2 separate regions of the Mus musculus genome follow, and region 1 is linked to region 2. Evidence: chromatin contacts called from public Hi-C data. All regions are on one chromosome and are shown on one strand. The core of a region is the stretch at or near the end of the contact, and the rest is flanking DNA. Distances in the headings are between cores, read along the strand shown. Region 1 has its middle 57 kb from the start of Pdhx. Region 2 has its middle 20 kb from the start of Commd9.

Region 1 (6,276 bases), core at 2,512-5,011, 1.1 Mb after region 2:
AAAGGGTAGCCAAGGCTCAAACTAAAACTTGAGAGCTTGTGGCTCAGCAGGCAGAGTCAATCAGCATTAAGACTGAGTTTCATCCCCGGGCCCCACATGGTGGGAGGAGAGAACTGACTTCTCAAAGTTGCCCTATGACCTCCATACAAGTGCCATGGCTTGCATGTGCCCCATCTCCTGAATGAAAAAATAAATGTAAAAAAAGAAAAACAAACAAACAAAAACCCCCAAACCTTAATTTTCACTTGCTTAGACAGATTTGCTCAGAGATGAAAACCCAGTAATTATGACTGCTTAAAAACAAATGTAAGCTGGGGTGTTACTGTAACCCCAGAACCCAGGAGGAGGAAGATAGACTGGGCTACTTAGTGAGTTGGTCTCAAAAAAATAATCACACACCCCTAAACCAAACAGACAAACACACAAAAGCAAAGAAAAAATTACAAAAGTTTAACAGATTGTTTCTTGAGAAAAAATAATAGAATAATATATATATATTAATATATATATTAACAATATATATATTAATTAGGGTTATGTACTGGCTAGTTTTGTGTCAACTTGACACAGCTGGAGTTATCACAGAGAAAGCAGCTTCAGTTGAGGAAATGCCTCCATGAGATCCAACTCTAAGGCATTTTCTCAATTAGTGATCAAGGGGGAAAGGCCCCTTGTGGGTGGTGCCATCCCTGGGCTGGCAGTCTTGCTTCTATAAGAGAGCAGGCTGAGCAAGCCAGGAGAGGCAAGCCAGTAAAGAACATCCCTCCATGGCCTCTGCATCAGCTCCTGCTTCCTGACCTGCTTGAGTTCCAGTCCTGACTTCCTTGCTGATGAGCAGCAGTATGGAAGTGTAAGTTGAATAAACCCTTTCCTCCCCAACTTGTTTCTTGGTCATGATGTTTGTGCAGGAATAGAAACCCTGACTAAGACAGGTTAGGCTAGGGCTAGGATATATATATTTCCCTAATCAATTTAGAGGTTAGAGAAGAGGTAGGACAATAGAGAAAGTAAAACGAATTTCAATTAAATCAAGAAGGAGGAATGCTTATTCCTAAATGAATCCACCTTTCTTTAGGCTTCTGACCTGGCCAAGAATATTTTCATTGTAATTGTATGGCATAAAACATTTTGACCCTGGAATTTAAGTTATTGAACAGGTACAAGACAAGGTCTTGGAAAACAAACTGGTATATTTGGTTACTAAAATTAAAGAAACAAGAAAAGTGTGGGATGGGGGGTTATTGTAACTAGTAATTAAATAACCTGCCTCAAGTGTCACCTCCCCTATAAAATCTCCTCCTTCCTTGCACAGCGCTCTGATTACAGAACTTGCTAAATTGTCTCCATAAATACTGCTTGCTATTTAAGTTGACCTCAGTTAAGGGCTTCGGCTAGACACAAAGATGTTCACAAATGCTGAATGAAGAATGTCTTTTAACATCCACATTATACTTATCATTTGACAAATGTCAGGTCATTTACTATGTTGAAACAAATGACATTTATTTGTTATTCCCCCATTAGTAGGCTGTCTTATTCTTTTCTTGTTGCTAAAATAAACTATTGTGACCAAAATGATTTAAGGAAGGAAAGTGTTACTTGGTTCACGGATCCCAGGTTATATCCAGCATTGCAGGGATGATGCATCAGAAGGGACTCGGAAAGACTGGTCATACGATGTCTTAGTCAGTGTTCTGTTGCTAAGAAGAGACACCATGGCCAAGTCAACTCTTATGATGGAAAGCATTCAACTGGGGGCTTGCTTACAGTTTTAGAGGTTTAGTCCATTATCATCAATGGTGGAAGTAGTTGGCATGCAACAGGCAGCCACGGAGCAATAGCTGAGTGCTATATCCTGATCTATAGGCAGAGAGACTATGATGCTGAGCCTGGCACAGACTTTTGAAACCTTAAAAGCCATTCCCAGTGACAACAAAGCCACATTTCCTAATCCTAGTTCTATCGAAGAGTTCCACTCCCCGGTGACAAAGCATTCAAATATATTAGCCTGTGGGGCCACTCTTCTTCAAACCATAACAGGTGACACCCACAGTCAAGGGCACAGTGCGAGAAACTAATGCATGCTAGTGGTCAGTTTGCTCTTTTTCATTCAGTTTAAGACCTAGCTTATGAAAGGTTGGGTTAGAGTGGGGTCTTTCCACCTCAGTGAACCAACTACAGAAATGAGGCATATCCACGGAGCTGAGTCCCTCATTGAGACTCCCTTCCCAGATAATTCTAAACCATTTCAAGTTGACAAAATCATCACATCTACAATGGGATAGATCCGCAAACATTTTACCATTATGTCTTACTTCAAATTAATGACATTTCACTTCTCTGCATCACCACCAGTCACTCAGCCTTAAATTTACCCTTAAATTCTTCTGCCTGCTTTACAAATCTCAAGTGTCTTATCTGTCATTTCTCCTTTACAATAAACATGAGGCTAAACTTCAATGGAAGACAGCAAGATGACTGCAGAGTCCAGCTGCTGCATGACTCATTAGTAGAGAAAGTGATGCTGGTTCTGCAAAGCCCTGGAAGGCAACCCTCACTTGGCCTGGTAATCACCCACTAATGCTCTGCCCAATACACACACCATGTGCTCCAGGCCTCCTGCCCTCACCTGTGTCCTGGAGGACTGCTTACTTATTTGGTGGCTATGCATATATCTGGTCTGGGTAAGTCAATGAACTCTGTAATCTGCTATTAGCCCTTGACTAAGATTGGAGGCTAATGTAGTTATTCATATAGAAGACAGGAGCAACTGGGATTGAAACTAAGGTAACTATTTTTGAGTTCTGAACATGGAGCAGAATTCAAAACTAAAATGCTCTTTATTAAATTTATGTTTTAATTACTTTTCCTTCTGGAGACAGAACAGGATGGTACCTACTGTGAGACCCAGATTGGCCTGCAAGTCATGATCCTCTTGCCACCTCTTCCCGAATGCTGCATGCTATTCTGTCTGGATGAGTTTGTTTGCTGTTACTCTCCTCTTGTTGTCCAGGATGGTCTCTAATATGTGCACTCCAGTGATCTTCCCGCATCTGTTCCTCTGCAGCTGGGACCACACACAAGTACCATCGGCTTATCGATATATTTTATTCCTAGAGGCACCAAGCCCTAAATCAATGGTTCTCAAACTGTGGGTCATAGATCCTTTGGGGATCACAATTCAGATATCATGCATATCAGATATTTATATTATGATTCATAACAGTAGCAGGAGTAAAGTTATTAAATAGCAATGAAGTAACTTCATGGTTGGGGGTTGGTCACAACCTAATAAAATGTCGCAGCATTAGGAAGATTAAGAACTACCTCCTTAAATGTTTTACGCTTCAGTTTTATTAAGGCTGTCACTGGGAGTTATATGTAAGTCATGACTCTTGATTTTAGTACTTCACAGATGTATTTTTAATGGAAACAAACCAAAAATCCCTCAGTACCTCATGTGCAATCTAACCAGGACACAGAAAGGAACTACAAAGAAAATACGAGCCAAGTGTACATGTTTTTATTTGTATGTTGTACTTAAACTTTTTATAGGTCTCACTGTACATGAAGTGACATCGCTGAAGAACTTCAGTAGAACGAGCTCAGCCAATGTCCACCTGAGAATGTTGTGTGTAATGTTGTTAAAGCTTTGTACCACATGGATATAGGCTCAATCCCAGATGCAGCTCTTAGAGCTTAGCTCAGTTCATGTAGTCTCTGAGTCTGTACACGTTATCTAAGACTATAAAGGAGGGCTGCTATAAAGCAAGATACACCTCCCACACAGAACTGAAGAGATGATGTAAGATAAGCAGTTGCCACACAGAGGATCTTTCCCCTCCTCCATAGATAAGAATTATTAAGACACAGGATAAGCTTACTGCCAAAAGCCTAGTAATTTTAAACTAGGCTGACACTAGGCAGAAAATACTCCTCCTGATGAGCAAGCATGCAGATTAAATGAATTCTTAGAAAAGGATGTTCCCACAGAGCAGAAGCTAAGGCACTGGGAGGGGTGATCATCTACCAAGCTCTATCCTGTAGCTTCCTGATAAGTAGTATTCTCTGCCAAGCGGACTGAGGGGCCACGGATAGAAAGTAAGTGGGGCCAAGAGGTGGTGGTGCACACCTTTAATCCCAGCACTAGGGAGGCAGAGGTAGGTAGATCTGAGTTTGAGGTCTGCCTGGTCTACAAAGGGAGTTCCTGGATAACCAGGGCTACATACATTGAGACCCTATACAAAGTTTAAGTGTAACATACACATAAAAACTTAACCTTGTGTCCAGTTTATGCTTTATAAAGGCTTGACTAATGTGTATCTCATTTGGCCACAACAGACAAATCTTTAAAGATCTACTTGTCTGTGACAAGAATAACTATGAATCTCATAAAGAAAAAAATTTAAATACATTTAGATGAGAAAATCTTGACTGATCGTCCTAATGTTCTCTCAACTTTTAACAGAAACCTATATTTCCCTTAAACTTATGTCCTTGGTGGTATAGTTTAAATCAAGGAGCATTGACAATACTCACTTTCTCAGAAAGAAAAAGGTGGCTCAGAGTTGGAAAATCAGGGAAGTGACTTCTAATTTGTGAAAATAAACTATATGATCAAAGACACAAACTAACAGTAACTTTCCAAAGTTCATCTGCAAACGACTTTAGCAAATTTCAATTAAGGGTGCTTAAGAAATGGTTCAGTGGTTAGCTGCTCTTGCAAAGGTCCCAAGATCAGTTCTCAGCACTCACATGGCTGCTCACAAGTGCCCGAAACTCCAGTTCCAGGCAATCCAATGGCCTTTTCTGGCCTCTGTGGGCACCAAATATGTTTATCTAAACTATTTTTAATTAAAGAGGCTCCTCATTGTTCTATAACTTAGAAGATAAACTACTTTGTTCCAATTGCCTCCTTCCAAAACCAATGCAGATGCCAGAAAGGCAAATAACCATGCAGAACTATTCAAAATGTCTTTATGAGACGATCACTCTTTTATTTACAAGTTTAGATGTGTCCTGAAACCATGCTACTTGCTGTATCACATATAAGCACCTCACTCCTCTTCAAGTGGCAATAGTGAGCCTCCAGAAACTGTCCTGGAGGGAATTCCACTCATCTTATGGCGCTGTCTCGAAAGCACACGCCTACCTTGCATTCACAACACACATACAGCAGCCTGGCATGGAGGACACACTTCCTTGTCCTTCTTCATTAAAAGCCCTGAGGTAATGGCGATCCAGAGTCAGTCATACTTCAGTTAGTATAAACCCTGCAGCTGTTTCCTGCTGCCCCACATCCTTTGTTGTAACCCACTTGGAATCATGGCCAGATTAATTTTAAAGTCTTTCTGTATTGTTACTCCCTTCTAAAAATCCAGTGCTTCCCATTCATAGCACTTGTTTCAAGTGTAATTTTTAATCTGCATAAGTTCATTTCTTCACTTTGCGAAGGGAGCCCGCGTCCATCATGACACAACCTTGTCATGAGAACAGAATGTCTTTGAAAGCTGAGACCGAAAGCCATGCAGTTTCTCTATTTGGATGACAATATATTAACTCATAGCACCACCTACCTTTCAAAGTAGGGAAACAAGGCTTCTTTTCCAGAACTTATGTTTTGCTTAAACAATTACTGGTAAAGGTAGGTTCAGAGTGCAAATAAGTAAAAAACAAAAGAAAAAGAAAAAGTTCCATTCGATATTATGTGAACACTCTTAACAGTATTTATAAATTACTTGGCAATGTTTCATTCAAGTCTGGTCAGCAGCACCCAGACATTTTTAATGTGACAGAAAATAGTGGACAAACTCATTTTTAGCTACTAAGTAGGAAGTGTAGTTAAAGAAACCAGCCCATTCTGACTAACAGAGGTAACTGTTCATTAATACTTCCATGACTAATGGTTAAACACTAAGATGAATGATGCTTTTCCCTCATAATTCATGCTTAGGTTGTTTTCCTTGTCTCAGTATATTTGCCTGTTATAAACAGAGTGTGGTGGTGGACAGTCTTGCTGATGCACACATGGCTCACACCATGTATCCACACTCCTTCAAATCAAGATCATTCCTTGACCTCATGCTGCAATAGGATTATTTCCATAAATGACAATTTGCTTACAGGAATCTAATTGCTAGAGATGCTAGAGGAATTATTTTTGATCAAACGGGGAAAGCTTCTACACTGCTTATTAACTATCACAGAAACCATGAGAGGGAGGCAACTAGGTTTGTGTTGCCCACGAACTGAAATAAATGGCTTCAGATAAACAGT
Region 2 (6,627 bases), core at 1,382-3,881:
TTCATAATTTTCATTCCCCAGCAGGTCATGGACCTCAACCCCAGCCCACTACTTTGTGTTGACAGCCCCTTGCTGTTCTCAAGTAGGATTCAGCTTTGACTAGAATTCATCCCTTTTTCCTTCCCACTCCTTTAACCTGCTGAGACCCTACATTCCTGTTTCTCAGGTTCCTACCACCCATTGCCATTCACAAAGAACTCAATACAAGGAGCTTTATGGGTGTCTGGGAGATTGGATATTGTATTTGAATGCAATGACACTGGTGTGAGGTCACACTGAACTTAACCTGGAAAAGTCTGCATACGTCTGGTGCCCTTGCATAATCTGCTTGTATAAGGGACTTGATTGTGTTGCTGTTGTTTGCTTTGTTTGCAAGAATAGACTTGTTTTCTGGTACTATATTTCGGGTTGGGTCAATACGATTTCCGAAGAACCTCTCCCCCACTGATCTCTAAGGAGGTTCTTGCTTGGTGATTTTCTGGTCCCTTCCCCAGGGTGTGGGAATATTTGGGATGTAGACTCTGTCCATCAAAGGGTGACAATCAATCTCTGGGGTGACAGTGCTCCTGGCTGGCCACCACATTCCACTTGCACAGCACAGAGGCGAGCAGCTTAGTCCTGATCAATGTATCTGTCTCTGAGCCTGTAGATGTGCCTCACTCCAGAAAGCCAGGCTGCCTTTCCCTGCCAGGATCAACAGAGCCCCTGGGCTTTGACAGTGAGGCACCCAGAGCTCACGAGCTGCTTCAAACCACCCAGACCCCAGAGGTTGAAAAAGGAGATCAGGGCATTGAGCCAACCCCGTGCCTCTTCCTGTGTCTGCCCATGCCGCTGGATGAGGCTGTGTTGGAGTGTGTATGTGCATGTGGAGGCTGGAGCTTCCTCAGGAACTATCCAGCTCGTTTTCCGAGACGCGGTCTTGGATCATCCTTGAACATGCAAGGCAGATGGGCCAGTGAGTTTCAGGCATCTTCTTCTCTCTTCCCAGCTCTGGGATCACAAGCATGTGCCACCACCCCAGCTTCTTTACTTGAATTCTGGGGATCTAAAACCAGGTCCTTTACTATCTGAGCCATCTCCCCAACGCTGCCGATTCAGTAGCGGAAGAAAGTTTGTGATTTCCCACAGGTGACCTAAGTTTGCCTTGAGTGTGGTGACTTCCAACCCTCCTAGATCAGCCCTGCCGGCTGCCTCTGTGGATCCTGATCGTTGTCCTTTGCCTTCCGTTTCTGATGATTTTCAGTGTGAAGACAAATGGACACCCGAGTGAGCCACTCAGTGAGGTCTCTGCACACACACAGGCCCCCTGCCCAGGCACTGCTAGTCAAGCTCTCTGGCCTGCTGTTCACAAACTTCCAAGATGTGAGTCCAGTGTGGTGAGAATGTTACCACAAGCAAGGAACTCTTATTAGTTATCATTCCTTTTACATTCGTTTCTTTTGTTTCTGTTTAATTTTGTTTGTTTGTTTGTTTTGGATTTTCAAGACAGGGTTTCTCTGTATAATCTTGGCTGTCCTGGAACTCTCTTTAACTACCAGGAGGATAGCTCTGTGTGTGTGTGTGTGTGTGTGTGTTTTAAAATGATGGACTTAGTTTTATGTACATTGGTGCTTTGTCTTCATGCATGTCTGTGTGAGGGTGTCAGATTCTTTGGAACTGGAGTTACAGACAGTTGTGAGCTGCCATGTGGTTGCTGGGAATTAAACCCAGGTCCTCTGGAAGAGCAGCCTGTGCTCTTAACCACTGAGTGACCTCTCCAACCCCTTATGCTCTAATCTAGAAGCTATTGGCCGTCTAGAACTTTGAAGGTTTTCAAGCCATTAACCTGTTTTCAGCCTGTATCCACCGACTTCCAATCCTGATAATTCCTGAACATTCTTTTTGTTTGGTTGGTTTGTTTTTTGGTTTTTGGTTTTTTGTTTGTTTGTTTGTTTGTTTTGTTTTGTTTTGTTTTTCGAGACAGGGTTTCTCTGGCTGTCCTGGAACTCACTCTGTAGACCAGGCTGGCCCGGAACTCAGAAATCCGCCCGCCTCTGCCTCCGGAGGGCTGGGATTAAATGCGTGCGTCACCACGCCTGGCTCCTGAACATTCTTAACTGCATACTGATGACCTTTATACAATCCGATCTTCTTTGGTGCTCACATTTCTATGGTTTAATTCCCCCCACCTCTTTTTAAAGCAGTTTTGAGAAAAGAAAAAAAATTGCTAACGGCAGTAGTACAGGGATGGTGCCAGAGGACCCTAATCTCCACAGAGAGAGTTTGCAGGCCCTGAATGCTTGGGAAAGGCCCGAGTGGGCTTTCTCCCTCTGCCTGATCTTCCCCATTGTTTCTGTGGTCCTGCCGAATGCCTGCCTTTCTCCAGCCTCGTCCCACAGCCTGAGTACCCGGATGATGGGCAGTTCCTGTCGGTACCGAGTTTCCAGCTATAAAGTGATAGCCTGTCTCTGGGATTCATTTCATAAAAGATGTCACTGGTCACGAGGTCTTACTATCTTCTGAGGTGACTCAAAAAAACTAACTATAAGGCCTAAAATCCAAACAGGAAGGCAATCGCCGCCTGCTGCTCGGCTAGCTGCAGCTGGAACTTGCATGATAAGCCCAGCAGATGGCGCACTTGTTCTCTCGATCTCATCTGTCTTAGTAATGAAAACAAAGACCGGGAAAGGTGAGGTGGCAGCAGACCTCTCCCAGAGCCCGGGCTAGGGAGAGGCTACCTGTAAAAGAGGCCCTCAGATCCAGGCCTGTTATCTCGTTATCTCCTCAGGGCAGCAAAGGTTGGAAGAAGGAGAAGTGGTAGCAGGGACAGACTCCCAGGGACCCCTTTCAGGACTTTTCCCCTAATGCCCCGATGCATCTGCCACAGGCTAGTAAATCCAAGAATCTGTACCTTTGGACCGGCCAGACACAGCTTCGCCAAACAAGGTTTGTGCGCGGCAACCACAGGTCCAGGATTCAGCCAGCAGAGAACTTTCTGTACCATGGGTGGATAGTGGAGGCAGGATGCAGGTCTAGGGCTGCTTGAACTAAATCTCGATTTCTTCATCTGTATAAGAAAGAGATTAAGCTTAACTCTTCCTGACAGCACTGCTTGGAGGAGGTTAATTATGTATGAAGGTATCTGAGTCGGGGAGGGTGCCCATCCATGGCGGGTACATGTCTGCTCTGCGTGCTGCCTCTTCTAGGTAAGGCCCTGTGCAGAATGCCCCAGTTCTGGTGTGAAGGGGGTTTGCTGTGTTCTGACCCCCACCCCCATGGCTGGTGAGGAGCCCAGGTAACTTTCTGGACTTCCTTGCTTCGGGCTCAACAGCTTTCTCCTATTTCTGTTTTCTCCTCCTCCTCCTCCTCCTCCTCCTCCTCCTCCTCCTTCCTCCTTCCTCCTCCCCGTCCTCCTCCTCCTCCTCCTCCTTCTCCTCCTCCTCCTCCTTCTCCTCCTCCTCCTCCTTCTCCTCCTCCTCCTCCTTCTCCTCCTTCTCCTCCTCCTCCTTCTCCTCCTTCTCCTCCTCCTCCTCCTCCTCCCCCTCCTCCCCCTCCTCCCCCTCCTCCTCCTTCTTCCTGCTGCTCCCACTGTCTGACTAGAGTCTAATGGCATTCCCCTGCCCCAAATTCTTAATGGCTCCTTAATGCCCCAGAATGAAGGCTAAACTCAGAATTGATACTCAATGTCCTTCATAACCAGCTTTCCACCTACATTTTAAGCTTTTGGAACAAAATTGAAGAAATTGACTTAAATCTGAATTAACAGGGTAGAGTTCTGAGGATGGAGGGAATAGAAGTTGTTGGTAACAGGCATGGACGGGTCTGGCTACCAAGAATGGAGTCCCCCCTACTTCTCATATTATGTATTTTTTTTCTCTTGTTCTCTTACTGTGTCAGAAAGTGTCTTGCTATATAGTTCAGGCCAGCTTCAAATTCATGATTCTCCTGCCTCAGCTTCCTCTGAGGGTGTGGTGACCTGTCCTCTTGATGTGCCTTTCCTTAAGCACAGAGTCTAGGTTTTGCTAATTATTTTGTCCCTAGCAGCTAAGACAGTGTCTGCAGTTATAGATGCTCAGTCAGTACTCACTGGAATGCATGCGAGCATGAATGACTGAGAATGAATGAATGAATGAATGTCCTGAATGTGCCAAAGGTTGACTAAGCAACTATCCCCAGTGTTCACTAGCTCCTGGCCTTTTCTAACCTGAGAAGCAGAATGGGGTGGGGGAGGGGCATTAGAACAGTGCAGCCAAAAGCAAGAAACCAGAGCATTCTTGATCTAGCAACAGGGGGACGTCGTGATGACAAGGACTACAACTGTTGTGCCCACAGCCTCTTAGAACACTCCATCCTAAACCTCCCAGGAAGGTCAACCTGACTGTAGGGCTCTGGTCAGTCAGAGGGTGTGCTTGTCCAGCCATCTGTTTCCCAGGATACCATTTCCCTAGCACAGATGGCACCCGGACCTTCCTCACTGTGTCAGCGAGCTGCGGAGGACCCAGCATTGCTGAGGCTCAGCCTGGTCTCTTTCGACCCCGTTTTCTCCATCACTCGCCTCCCCTCCACCCTCCATATGGCTGCCTCACTTCGGTGTCCTCCCAAAAGAACTCCTCCTTCTGTCTGGCTGCTTAGCACCTCACAGATGGGAATCTAGAACATTTGGGAGAGGTTAAAAAGCAGTTTCAAACTGTCTGTTTTCTTTTTCTCAAGCTGGGGATTGAACCCAGGGCCTTGCATGTTTGACAGGTGGTCTACTGCTGAACTCTAACCCCGGCCCCCAGTGCCCTTGTCATTGCTTAGGAGGGCATCTGTTTCCCTGTCACCATCCCAGGAATCCTTTTCTCACCTGGAATCCTGGACCGGCCTCTAATGGGGCTGCCTGCTTTTTCTCCCCAAATTCAGCCTTTCCAGTCAGCCTGAAGCAGGACAGACTTGTGAGCAGAAGAGGAAGGGAACAGAGGCTCAGCCAGGAGTCCTGTTGGAGTTTCACAGCAGCTGACGGTTAAGAACTCCAGGATAATTAAAGATTGTCTATGTAGAGACAATATTCCTTTTATATGAAGGCATCTCAAATGAGAATGTTAAAACATCGATAAATCATACTTAAGATCTACTGACCTTGGATGGCCCTATTCCTTTCCTATAGGAGAACTTGCAGGGTTTTTTTTTAGGAATATCACAAGAATCTCCACTTACCATAAAAGGCATATCAGGCCCCTCTGTGCAGCCCTTGTGACCCATGGTTTCTAAACAGACTACGGTTCTTTCCAAGGGACCTCTAGAGCAGCCCTATAATCTCATGGATTAAATAGGAAGAAACAGCGTGGGGGAGGGTTCTTCTTTGTTGTTGTTGTTGTTGTTGTTGTTGTTGTTTTCTCGAGACAGGGTTTCTCTGTGTAGCCCTGGTTGTCCTGGAACTCACTCTGTAGACCAGGCTGGCCTCGAACATAGAGATCCACCTTCCTCTGCCTCCTGAGTGCTGGATTAAAGGCGTGCACTACCACGGCCCAATCAACGGGGGAGAGGCATTCTCAGCAGCCCTTTGTGGTGTAACTGAGAGCTACCCAAACGATCTAAGTGATAAGACATTTGTGTGTGACTCTCCCTTGAGAGGCTCACACTCACACTTGAGTCTGTCCACCCCCGCACGCGCGTTCCTCTTTTTAATCACCCCTATATATAAACCCCTGTGAAACAGCTTCCTAGTAAAATCCAGCTCCACCTCACGTCGGCTCATCCTGAGATTCTTTTCCGGGGCTAAGGCAAGAATCCTAGCATTGTCTGAGTACAAGACCGAATTGCTAGGGTAGCATCTTAGGTGGGACTGTGTCCCTGGCCCCTGCCCACACTGCCACCCACAAGCCAGGCTTCTTTATCTTAGTAAACTACAGCCTCCGCTTTTTTCCTAGTAAGTGCAGAACAGCTTCCTGCCACCTCCTTCCCTGCCACAGCCTTACCCTCAACTCTGTTTAATGCATGAGCACACCCCAATGGTCCTCTATCTCCTAATATACTCTGCTTGGCCCATTCTTCTTTATCTATGTCCCCATGCTGTCACAGCACAAAGACATCCATCAGCCTCTGGCTCCCAATATCGTTGCTTCCCACCGCTTCACTCCCCTGCCTCTGTCAGTTCCAAGGCATCTCTGTATTTCCAGTCGCAGAGCCTTGGTGCGCCCCATGCCCACCCCCACACTGCACCTGGACACCCTCTCCTGCTCTTCACAAGAGCGGCTTCCTGTCATGTTTCAGGCTATCCTGGAAGACCACTTCCTCAGAGAAGCCCCAAAGCAGCTCCCTCCGAAGACAGTTCCTCTATGGATTTCCAGCCCCTGTTTTTTCCCCCCATCCTAAAATAAAATTATATTAATTCAACGAGTTCACGTGTATTGTAAGTCGTTCCTCGTGTTCACTGTATGTCTTCTTCTTGGATGTTCCAGGTGGCCAAGAGGCTTGGTTTGTTCACAATGGGCCTACAAAGCCAAGCATTGGCTCTGCCCCAGAAAGTCTCATAGAGAACCCTTGTTACATGCAGGTAATACGTGACAGAAGATGCACTGTGCCATCTGTCACTGCTCTGCAGGGGCTCTCCGTTATCCAAATTCCATCTGACCTCTTAGTATTTCTGCAGGACCTCACCTGGGTTCA

The links. Hi-C and Micro-C count contacts between places; a contact is called where the count stands out from the background.
Region 1: a Hi-C map of rod photoreceptor shows a contact between it and region 2, with 5 times the contacts expected there. The contact joins two enhancer-like sites. A contact is called at or near these places in 2 of 15 datasets of contacts at CTCF or cohesin (large pre-B cells and pro-B cells), 15 of 484 Hi-C or Micro-C datasets (3T3-L1-derived adipocytes, the HPC-7 cell line, cerebral cortex and 8 more) and 1 of 115 datasets of contacts at active chromatin or transcription factors (astrocytes).

What each region holds. Positions count from the first base shown.
Region 1 is chr2:103,013,745-103,020,020 of GRCm38.p6, forward strand. No RefSeq gene overlaps it. Among named protein-coding and RNA genes, the nearest start is that of Pdhx, 57 kb to the right of the region's middle. Within about 2 kb of position 3,762, at least 18 of the 459 cell types and tissues checked have an H3K27ac peak or open chromatin away from gene starts, as enhancers often do. A contact at or near this core is called in the HPC-7 cell line and rod photoreceptor, where this site is marked.
Region 2 is chr2:101,903,355-101,909,981 of GRCm38.p6, forward strand. No RefSeq gene overlaps it. Among named protein-coding and RNA genes, the nearest start is that of Commd9, 20 kb to the left of the region's middle. Within about 2 kb of position 2,632, at least 70 of the 459 cell types and tissues checked have an H3K27ac peak or open chromatin away from gene starts, as enhancers often do. A contact at or near this core is called in the HPC-7 cell line and rod photoreceptor, where this site is marked.